Regions from separate parts of the Mus musculus genome. Here region 1 is linked to region 2. Evidence: chromatin contacts called from public HiCAR-type data. All regions are on one chromosome and are shown on one strand. Each heading gives the region's core, a stretch centred on a gene start, on an enhancer-like site or on the middle of the called end of the contact. The rest is flanking DNA. Distances are from core to core; before and after follow the strand shown. Region 1 has its middle 5.8 kb from the start of Gm12519. Region 2 has its middle 160 kb from the start of Gm12511.

Evidence for each region. HiCAR-type assays count read pairs that join an accessible place to other places.
Region 1: a contact with region 2 is called in a HiCAR-type map of fibro-adipogenic progenitors, with 2.4 times the contacts expected there. The contact joins two enhancer-like sites. A contact is called at or near these places in 1 of 484 Hi-C or Micro-C datasets (the HL-1 cell line) and 1 of 115 datasets of contacts at active chromatin or transcription factors (fibro-adipogenic progenitors).

The regions. Positions count from the first base shown.
Region 1 is chr4:56,003,979-56,009,215 of GRCm38.p6, forward strand. No RefSeq gene overlaps it. Among named protein-coding and RNA genes, the nearest start is that of Gm12519, 5.8 kb to the left of the region's middle. Within about 2 kb of position 1,648, at least 8 of the 459 cell types and tissues checked have an H3K27ac peak or open chromatin away from gene starts, as enhancers often do. A contact at or near this core is called in fibro-adipogenic progenitors, where this site is marked.
Region 2 is chr4:55,729,459-55,735,035 of GRCm38.p6, forward strand. No RefSeq gene overlaps it. Among named protein-coding and RNA genes, the nearest start is that of Gm12511, 160 kb to the left of the region's middle. Within about 2 kb of position 2,768, at least 131 of the 459 cell types and tissues checked have an H3K27ac peak or open chromatin away from gene starts, as enhancers often do. A contact at or near this core is called in fibro-adipogenic progenitors, where this site is marked.

The DNA.
Region 1 (5,237 bases), core at 398-2,897, 270 kb after region 2:
GGACGTTCTTAGTAGTGAGGATGCTCATTTAACAAATGCAAACAGAATGACTACATCAAATTCTCCTGGACAAAAGAGTTCTTCCATTCACCTGGCTTGACCCACAAGACACTCCCCTCAGAAGATCAGATGTGTTTTAATTTGGAGTTAAGGGTGAGATACAGGACCACAGCAAAACAAAGGGAGAAGAGGAGGATTTATTCAATCTGAATTCTCTTCTTAGTCTGATAAACTTCTTCCTTAGAAGGTTCTCTAACCACTTGATACCCCATCTCTTAACTTTCTCTCCTCTCTCCAACCTCCCTCCAATGTAGTCTTGTGGCACCAGGCTCTGGAAACGTTGGACTCTATCCCACCACCTCCTACTCCAGTAGGTAATTGGATGCTGCTGGTCTTGGCAGAGACCTTGAGGCTACACTTGTTCTATCAGCCCTAATTAGCTATTAAATAAACAGCAAGAGAGCCTCAGGATAGGCCTCATGCAGGACTCTCAGTCTGGGTGGAAAATGTCAAGTTGTAATGAAACGTCTCTGAATCACGTCTGGAAAAATGAATCGCAGCAGAGAGCCAAGTCTTGAAACACATGAGAAAAAGAGGAGAATGGAGCACAGTTCTCCGTGGCAACTCTGCATCTCTGGAAAAGCAAGATGAGAGAGTCCACTCTGACGGGCAGCCCTGGATGACTAGCCGTGCCTCCCCTTGCTCTGTGTTAAACTTTGCAGATACTCAATGGATGCACTGTATTGATGAAGTCGTTATCTGTAGAACATCTGTAGAGGCAGAAAGGTTGAAGACAGACATATCTAAAATGTGAGGTACCAAAGGCTCGACAGGAAACTACAGCTAAGTCAATCGCTTGAGAAAGCTGCTGTAATTCAGTCACTCATAATCTGAGACACTGAGGTCCAGAGAGACGTAGAAGCTTTGTTGAGCACACAAAACATTATTGTTATAATGGAGTCTCACCTTGATGCAGTCTCCCTACCTTTCAAGTTTGGGATCTCATAGCTCAGCAACAGGGAGCAAAGGAGATAGAAACCAGAGGGACCGTTTTCCTTCATTATTCCCCCATTCTGTCATTTTGTATGCCTACTTTGGCAAGAGAGAGGGCAGAGAATCTGGTGATGGGCTCTGGGGTCTCCAGTCTTCTTGGTGGGGAAGAAGCAGGAGGAACCAAGATCTTAAAGACAGGTGACCTTGAGTCAAGTCTTGATTCTATTTTTGGTCCTCTCCTGGGCAGAGGCACATTACTATTTTTTTAAAAAAATTCACTTAACCTACTCATCACAGACCCCCTCCTTCCTCACCTCCCAGCCCCTCCCTTACAAGTCCCTCCCCACCTGCTAGCCACCTGCACCCAGGAAACAGTGGGCATCTGTGAACGCTGCAAGTCCTGGAATGGGATTAAGATGCCAGCAAAGGTGATCCCATTAACTCCAGACATCTAAAGACAAAATGTCGTTTTCTCTACTAGTGTATTCTGTTATAATGCCATTACAGGCTGTCCTGAGCTTTTGTTGGCACTGGGCCACTCCCACTCCATCCTCTCCTTTCTTTGGCTCCTCCTGCCCCCAAACCTCTGGAGTATCTGAGTCAAGCAGCAATGAGATAATGTGTTTATTTGCTCCGATTGTTTTTTGTTTATAGAACTGGGCTCCTGGGAGAAGCTAGTTCCAAATGTAGGTCTGAGACATGAAGGTAGGCTCTGAGGCTGACCACAGGACCATGGGGCTCCCGTCCAGCTGGGGAAAGTACTAGGCTGCCACCCCAAAATGGGCCTCTTTCCACTGCTCTGCCCTGCCTTGACAATGTTGCTGCTTTAAGCATGAATTTGGCCCAAAGGCAGTCAAGGCTGTCAAGTACCTGCCCTTGAGATCACAGAGGCTCTGAAAAAAGAAAAAGTGCTATCAAGTCACAGTAACAGCAATCACAGGCACACCCAGAACTAAACTCATTGCACCAAGACCTCAAGAAAAGGTCTCATTCTTCTAAAACAGAAAACATCGGTGCTTTCAAAGCAGCAAGGATTGTCCAAGCTCAGGTTTAATGGCTGAGGCATTATTAGGTGGGAAGACAAGGGAAGGTATAGACTGAGATGGGCCCTTCCCCCTACAGGCTTATATGTCCTCCTTATATGTGCCAGAATTTTCCTCTGCCTATTATTCTATGCTACAATTCATCCTCAATACTGTTATATGGAAGTTACAGAGAAGTGTAGGACCCAACCATTGAATGCAAATGCCCCATTAGCAGACAAGCAGAATTCCACAGTTGAGTTACTCCTGCATGAACACTTAACATCCTGGGCTCCTGAGCCTTTCCACAGCCTCATTGTCCTTGTCTGGAGCTGTGTCACTGAAATCATACCCACGCACAGTCTTACAAAGCTGATGAAATAGGACACGTGAAGCAGCTAACAGAGCCCTAGCCTTCTGCAAGAGCTCAGTAAACGTTAGTGTGAGGATAATAGTGATGGCTGACATGATACTGTTATGAACAACTAAAGTAGGGGGAAGCTGCGGTTATGAGCTCATGGAGGTACCACATGGAAGGAGGGATTCCTGTTGGGATACACTAGTTGAGTAAGAGGACAGCAGGCAAGAAAGGCCTGTGTAGAAAGGAGTTGACAAGGAAGTGTAGGATTGTCTTGCTTAGAAAACAATAATAACCTAAAGTATATCTGTGTGGAGGCTGAGTTTCTTCTAAAGCATCTATAGATGATTGGAAGGTAAAGGTATTCTTCATGGGCTTAAGGAACCTTGAATACCAGGATGAGGACTTCTGGTTTTGTCTAGAAGGCTAGAGCCTGCTTCTCTTTTTTCCTTCCCCCTTTTTCCTGTCCTTCCACTTCAGTCCTTCTGTTAGTGGGTCCATTTGTTTGAAAACAACATTAAACAGTCTTCAATATAAAGAACGTGTAGAGATGGGCTTCTCTGTTCAAAAGACAGTCATGGATATCTTTAAACCTGGTCTAGGTTCCCCTAGGAAGCACAACCTGTGATGAGTACATAGGTGCATACTTGCTTTGGAGGATATAACCTCTGTGAATAACAGTCATAGGGCTAGGTTACAGGAAAGGACCAAAGCCATTATATAGTGTGACATACATAGCTGATCATCACTATGGACTCTTGCTATGGAATATTATCCTCTAGGCATAACATGCTACCACCTGAAATCAGACTAGCTATGGTTATTCAGTGAACACTGGAAACAGAAAGCCTATGAACATTTTCTCATACTAGGAATTGGCGAGAGAAAATCATTAGATTCTTATCTGAATCTATAGTCAATGGCTCCTACCCTCACAGCTACATATATATCCTGACCATCTGTCCATGTCTGTGCGTTTGCTAGACTACCTAGAAGCTGGAGGGTAACTGAAGGAAGACTTCATCTTTGTGCTTCGGTGGACTCACTCAATATGGGATGCAGCTGGTGTGAGATCCTGTTCCCCCTCACCTATATTCTGGTATGCCTAGAAAACCCACTGGATAATTAAGCTGGTCTTGGAACTGTTTCTTTGGTCTCCTTGGGCACTGTGGGCATTTGCTCACATCTCCCTGGGAGCAGAAACACAATACCAGTCTGTAGAGGTTGGGTGATGGTTAATGTTGCTTGCCAACCTTAATGGATCTGGAATCAACTAAGACATGACACTGGGTGGGTCTGTGAGGAAATTTCCAGGAAGGAACTTAGCTGAGGGAAGAACACCCTTCTCCACAGTGGGCAGCACTTTCTGGTAGCATCCCAGATGCAAAGATCTCAGAGAGGAAAACAGTGCTGCTTTGCCTACCCACATTCCCTTCTTGATGGCTAGCACATCTGCTCATCTTCACTGCTGTTGCCACCATCCTTGCCTGATACTGGAACCCAACCTTTCTGGCCCTTGAGTGTAAATTAAAGACCCATAGCTTTCCAATTCTTCAGTGCCTGATTGGAATGCCTACATCCAGCTTCCTACACTAAGTAGCTACTAAGCTCCCAACCTTTACACTGTGCAGATAGTAATTGTTTAACTACCCTGTACCTATCATATAAGCTAATCTAATAACTTCTGTTTTATTATACATAGGCATGTTGTTGGTTCTGTTTCTCTAGAAAACTCTAATACAGGTCTCTCTGGAGAGAGAAAATGGAACCACTAACCTGTGTGCTTCCCTCCATTTTCAGTTTTGCCCAAGCAGATGCTGAGCAGCTTCCCATGAGTTCCCAGGCAGGGTGTTGGAGAAGATTGGGTAGCTGTAGTCAGTGTCTCAGATGCTCTCAGTGACAGTTAGAGTAAAATTATTAGAAAAGAGGGAAGGACACAATCAGGCAAACGGGGAAGGGAGAAGAGATAAGGAGTCATTGAGATAGACCAGGGAATGTCATGATGGAAAAAAGCCAATTTTAAGGGTTGCTAGGGTTTGAAGAATGCTTGAATGTTGAAGAATGTTTGAAGGCAAACGGGGAAGGGAGAAGAGATAAGGAGTCATTGAGATAGACCAGGGAATGTCATGATGGAGTAAAGCCAATTTTAAGGGTTGCTAGGGTTTGAAGAATGCTTGTGGAGGGAGGGACAATAACTGGAGTGACTCCACTCCTACACCAGCTACATGTTCATAGTGCTGTTCACCAAACAGGGACTTCAGAATGTGTCTGGGAATTTTATTTTTCCCTTGACTTGAATAGAAATATTTTCCTTTTCCAAGTGGAGGGATAATGTGTCTCCAGTTTTCCTGAAGGCTAAATAAATGCACTGTATACAACAGAAAGATATGCCAAAGTCAGATAAACAGGGCTGCGGCAAAGAGGCTGCTTTGTGCAGGGGACTTGTGTGATTATTTTCTGTTCCATGAGCTCCACAGAGCTTCTTGGTGTCCTTGTAGCCTCAGGAATTAAGATCCTAGGCACTAGATGGACCTTTCGTCTATTTTGAAGACAAAGGTGATTTCAATGAAGTGATATAAGGATAAAATGATAGACCTCTAAGGATGAACCGATGAATCTGTGAGGATGAGGTAATCGCCCTGAGGATCTAGTGATGGGCCGTTAACAATGAACTGGCAGATCTGAGAGGATGAAGTGAAGGTCCCAGGGAAACAAGTCCTTCATTGGAATGTGGATCTTCAATGAAACCTACATACAATTCTCAGTCCTCAGCCTCTCCCCGAGCTCCCCTGTCTTATTCACTATCAGCTTTCCCATCTTAAAGATGCCCAGGATGGGATATTTTCATCATCCCTGGTTCAAAC
Region 2 (5,577 bases), core at 1,518-4,017:
GTTGAAATCCTTTGATGCCCACAAACAAATGAGCCACATAAAGGGAAGAATAGAAGCCTTCCCATTGAGAACTCAGCTCAATTCTGTGACTGTCTCGAATCTGCAAAGCATGCTGGTGTCTGTAGTGAGGTCATCTCTTTAATGTCTTGGTAATGTAAGCATCATCGAGGCTTATTATGACTGTTTCCAAGATAATGGATGTCCTGGTGGACATGCTGTGATTGGCAGGGAAAATATCACCAGAGTCTAGGCGAGAACCCAGAAATCTGAACTCCGTCCTCAGGGTGATGGTCGTGTTCCCAGAGCAATAACTAACAGAGCCTTCTCAGGTTTACCCAAGCACAGCTCTAACGAGATTCTCAGAGTTTCTTCTCTTTTCTCAGTAAAGGTCATCTTTGCATAAAAGACCTGGAAGCAAATATTCCAATGAAAGAAAAAACTCCCCCGTAAAAAGGAGTTCGTGCACAATCAAAACGGTTTAGAACCAAGACAGGACTGCTAGTTTTCAGTGCCGTACTTTTCTGGCATGTGCTATAATTAATACAGATGTTGAACATTATACATAATCTGCATATTAGTGACCCACTGCACAATTTATATGGTAATGTCATTAATTGCACATTACCTAGGTTGCTGAATGAACATTACATAGGTTTTTTTAATGGATGTAGTTATTATAATTGAAGTCAATTATATTGCTTCTTGTGCATATCAAGTCAGTAGTGTGTGGCTGGACCTTACAGGGTCCCTGCCAAAAGAAACAGGTGTTTGTTGTGAGGACAACTTATGGGTTGGAGCAAGGGTAAGGGAAAGGGTGAACCATGGCCAGAAATGACTGGCCTGGCTGAGCCCTCTGTAAGGGCTGGGATAGTGCTACAGAGGGCAAGGCGAATGGGCATTGTCTGCTCTGAGGCAGGATCTACTTGCCCTTTTGCTGTGGGCTTAGGAGAGGGTGCAGGCTGAGCTGAAAGCCAGCACCACCCACGCTGTAACAGAACACTTTTCTCCAGGCTGACCCAAAGCTAGATGGTGGTTGCATCACTTCCTCTGGTGTTGTGGAAGCCACATGACTCTGGCATCTGGTTTGCCAGGGATGAAAGGGAGCCCTGCCTGCCCACGATGCTGGCACACAAGACCCTGGGTCCTGTGTGTCTTCTTTTAATATTCCGTTTCCCTAGCAAATGGGGTAAAGTTGCTGTAGTAGCTACTGCTGTTGCTGATGCTGAAGTTGCCTAGTGCTCAAACTCTCTGGAAGGACAACCCAAAGAACAACCCGAAGGCTGGAGAATGAAGAGGAGTTAAGGCTGTGACTCTTCTTGGTAGTCAGCTCTCTGTCACTGTGACATAAATACCCAAAGTAGTCAACTTATAAAAGGGAAACGTTTGTTTTTGTTCCTGGTTTCAATCCCTGGTCTTGTTGGTCCAGAATTTGATAGTGTTGGAATAGCAGTACATCACTGTGGTCATAAATGGGCAGGTCTCAAATCTCTCCTTCAATGACCTCCTTTCCTTCCACAAGTTTCTATGTCCTCAGCATCCTATGATCTCCCAGTTGCAGCACAGAATGCGGACCAAGTATCAGATACATAGGTCTCTGGGGACATTCATTCCAAACTACAGCATCTTTTTGTTAGATAAGGACATCTGAATGCCATGCTCGCCTGCTGTGAGTGTTGCTACCTTCTTTAAACTTCATGAAAGAGCAGGCAGGGGTTTTTTGTTTTGTTTTGAATTGACAGAGACTCTAAAGAGATTGTTTTTTAAACCCAGTGATGTACCCTCAGACATGCACACATACATGAATGCACACACATGCACACAGCACTGGTATACATGACAGACAGGTCCTCTTAGCTAATGTGATGCTAAGATTCCAGAGAGCTTGGAAATTTACTCAGTAATACCCAAATAATACCCATACATATGCATGAATGTTCTCTGTGTTTGGTCTCTGTCTCTGTCTCTATCTGCCTCTGCCTCTGCCTCTGCCTCTGCCTCTGCCTCTGCCTCTGCCTCTGTCTCTGTCTCTGTCTCTGTCTCTGTCTCTGTCTCTGTCTCTGTCTCTGTCTCTGTCTCTGTCTCTGTCTCTTCTCACAGTGTTAGTGGAAGGTAAGATGAGATTTTGAACTCCATTTGATTGAGGCTGATTATCACATTCAGGTCATCTAGGCCACTGTGTCGCAGTTTTATGGCTTTATTTTGGAAGGTCACTCTGGAAGCTCAGGCTGAAATAAATGACAAAGGGCAAAGTTCACACACACACACACACACACACACACACACACACACACACACACCAGATTCAAGTGACTAGGAAAGAAGGAAAAAGAATGCTCTTTTACAAATTTTCCTTTTTTTCAATTTTTTATTGGATATTTTCTTCATCTACATTTCAAATGCTATCCCAAAAGTCCCCTATAACCCCCCCGCCCGCCCTGCTCCCCTACCCACCCACTCCCACTTCTTGGTCCTGGCATTCCCCTGTACTGGGGCATATAAAGTTTGCAAGACTAAGGGGCCCCTCTTCCCAATGATGGCCGAAAAGGGGGAGCCTGATTTTCCTGGGAACCTGTGATGTATGGACTAGCACGTCTTCTCTGCTTCTCTGTCCATTCACTCACCCACCACTCCTCTGCTAATGCCTGGCTGGCCAGGAATACACTTTCTATTTAGAAAGCAAAGGCAGCCAGCTTTGGGCCTGGGCCTGGAGACTGACTCACTGTTGTTGGGATGACACATTGCCTGCACACATTTCACAATTCTCTGAAACACCAGACTTATTTCTGTGAGTATGCAGAGGCCCACTTCACCATCCACCTAAGGCCACACACAAAGGCTGTGCTATTTTTCTTCCCTGGGGCCTAAATGGATGGCAGGACTTCCTATGCCTGAAACATCACCCTCGTTTGGAAGGAGAGAAACACCGGCCAAGAATTGCAACGTTTTTTAACCAGAGTCTGGCTAGCTTTCAATAGCTGCACGCCAAAGCTATACCAGACAGAGAAATGGCTATGAATGGGGTAGGGGTTGGACTGAGGCTTAAAAACAAGGCAGAAAAAAATACAGATAACAGAGAAGAAAAGAGAGGAGAGGAGAGGAGAGGAGAGGAGAGGAGAGGAGAGGAGAGGAGAGGAGAGGAGACAGAATGAGATAGTACATAGGAAGTAAAAGAGGAAATTTAAATAGAGAAAGGTTGCACAGAAATGATTGAAGAATTGGAGCAGAGGGCGAGAGTTCCAGGCTGTGATCATTTCTTCATGTGCCTTTCCCTCCATTTTTGGGTGAGCACTCTTAATCCCCATTACTAAGAAGCAAGAACAGGGGACCAGGAAGTTACAATCTAATGTCTCAGGTGGAAGGGAAGACATTTTTGTTTATTAAACAAACAAACAAACAAATATACATACATACAAGCAAACAACAACCTCATATTGTCGACCAGGCAGACCCAGCACTCACTAAGTAGCCCAGGCTGGTATGGTACTACTTATGGTAGTCTTCCTGCTTGACCTATTGATTTCTGGGATAACAAGTATGCGAAGCCAGCTCGCTCTACATCAGTGTGAGGGGCTTGGACAGTCTTCCACAGTCTTTCTGGAATCTGAAAGCCTAAAGGATACTCTTGTTGACCAGAGAGCTAGCTGGGAAGGCCGAGAATCTGGATGGCCAGTGACAGTGGCCTCTGAGGAGTTGTTTATGCACTTAGACATTAAGTGCCTAAGACTTGAAGGGCCGGCCCCATATTCAAAGCCCTGGATTCAGAACTATCTGGAAACTTCCTCCAGGGTAAACAAAAACAAGCACTTCAGCTCCCTTGCCAGGGCATCTCGCTCCAGAAAGGACGGGAAGGAAAGGAGAGTGATGCTGCTTGTTCCCCTGTGAAGGAAAGGTTACAACAACATTTTCTCTGGGCAGCTGTGAGGTCGGCAGGCAGACTTTTCTCTGGTAACCATCTCGATGTGTCTGTGTGGAAAGTACCTAAGAATGACTAAGCCCTGGCTGAGTTGATTCATTTGTCACTTCACTTGTGGGACTTTGGCCCTGTTCTAGAGGCCACAGAGTGTTTTCAGCACATCTGACCCAGGCCTCCATGTAGGGTGGCAGGTGAGAGAGAGCACAGACTTATAGGACTCTGTTTATAGGGAAGGACCCCAGGGAGGAGGGAGGGTTTGGGCTCACTGGAATCCTGTCAGGACTTCTAAGAAGTCTAAACTCCTAATCCCTGTCAGCAGAGGAGTCAGGAGTCTGTGCAAGTGGCCAGAGTTTGAACGGAAATGCTCATTCACGGAGCATCCAAGATAGGCTGGAAGTTTACTTAAAGTTGTCTCGTCCTTCCTCACGCTAATAGTGTGAGGCAAGTGTTGCTTTGCTTCCTCGTTGGAATGAAGCCTTCACAGGAAAAGAAGCCCAAAAGAGTTCACATCTCTAACTCAAGCTGGGGATGGGGTCAGGAGACTCTGGGGAGGCAGGGCTATCCACTAACACACAGGAGGGCCACAAAGAGATCAGCCTGATCAACGCAAGTGGAGTTATTCTTCTTAATAATCCAGTTCAAATGTAAACCCTTTTGTTGCAATTATATGCACAGGAAGAGGGACATATCACAGGTGTGTGGCTTGCTAGACTGTCACAAACCGAAGAGATCCCTGTAGTCACTGCCCAAACAGACACAGTTAGCATGTTTCCAAGATGACCGCCATCAGTTCTCAGTCTCTATGTACACATATCCCTTCCTCAAAGCAGTAGACTCTCTTTCTCTTCTTGATGCTGGACTGGCCTTACTGACTTCTCTAATGCAACACAATGTAGTGGAAGTGGTGCTTAAGCTAGGGCATAAGAAGATGGGATGCTACTTGGTGGGTTTCTTAGCAACTGTTTCCAGAAACACCTGGAGTCTACTAGCCCAGGGACTGCCTCATTAAAGGGCATGCACAGCCACGCTGTCCACAGTGTTGGTGGAGGCCAGCCTTCTGCAGATGACTGCTGAAGCACTGACTTTGTAAGGAGAGCTCTCTTGGACTATTGAGAGGCCTTGGTCAAAAACCACATGAAACACAAGAATTGCTTAGCCTAGCCCTGAGTCACAGATTCATGACAAACAATGAAATGACTGTTATGTTAAGACCCAAAATTTGGGCTAACTTATTAGACAGCATTATAACCACACATTTCAATGCATCATGGGGCACCTCAGTGATTCTTGCTAGCCATTGTGCCCTGTCCTGCAGTAAACATGCAGTTGGCTTCTCTGGTTCACTGTTATGTCTAGGACAGTTTTCTCTGATGTCACCCATAAAAGCACATTACCATTGTTCTCAGTGTGTAATACTGTGTGCTTCTATTTACTTATCCATTTTGTGATTGACAGTTAGTTGAGTTGCTGTTCTGAATGGTGTGGCTGTGACTATCTTAGTGTGTGCATTTCTGTTGAATACTGTCATAGTTAAAATCTGAAGTGTCTCCTACCAGCTCACAGGCTCAAAACCTTGGTCTCCAGCTGGTGGTATCCCTTTGGGAGGATGTGGAAAACCTAAGGAGTGGACCTACCTATTGGAAGTGCCTCACTAGAGACAGTGA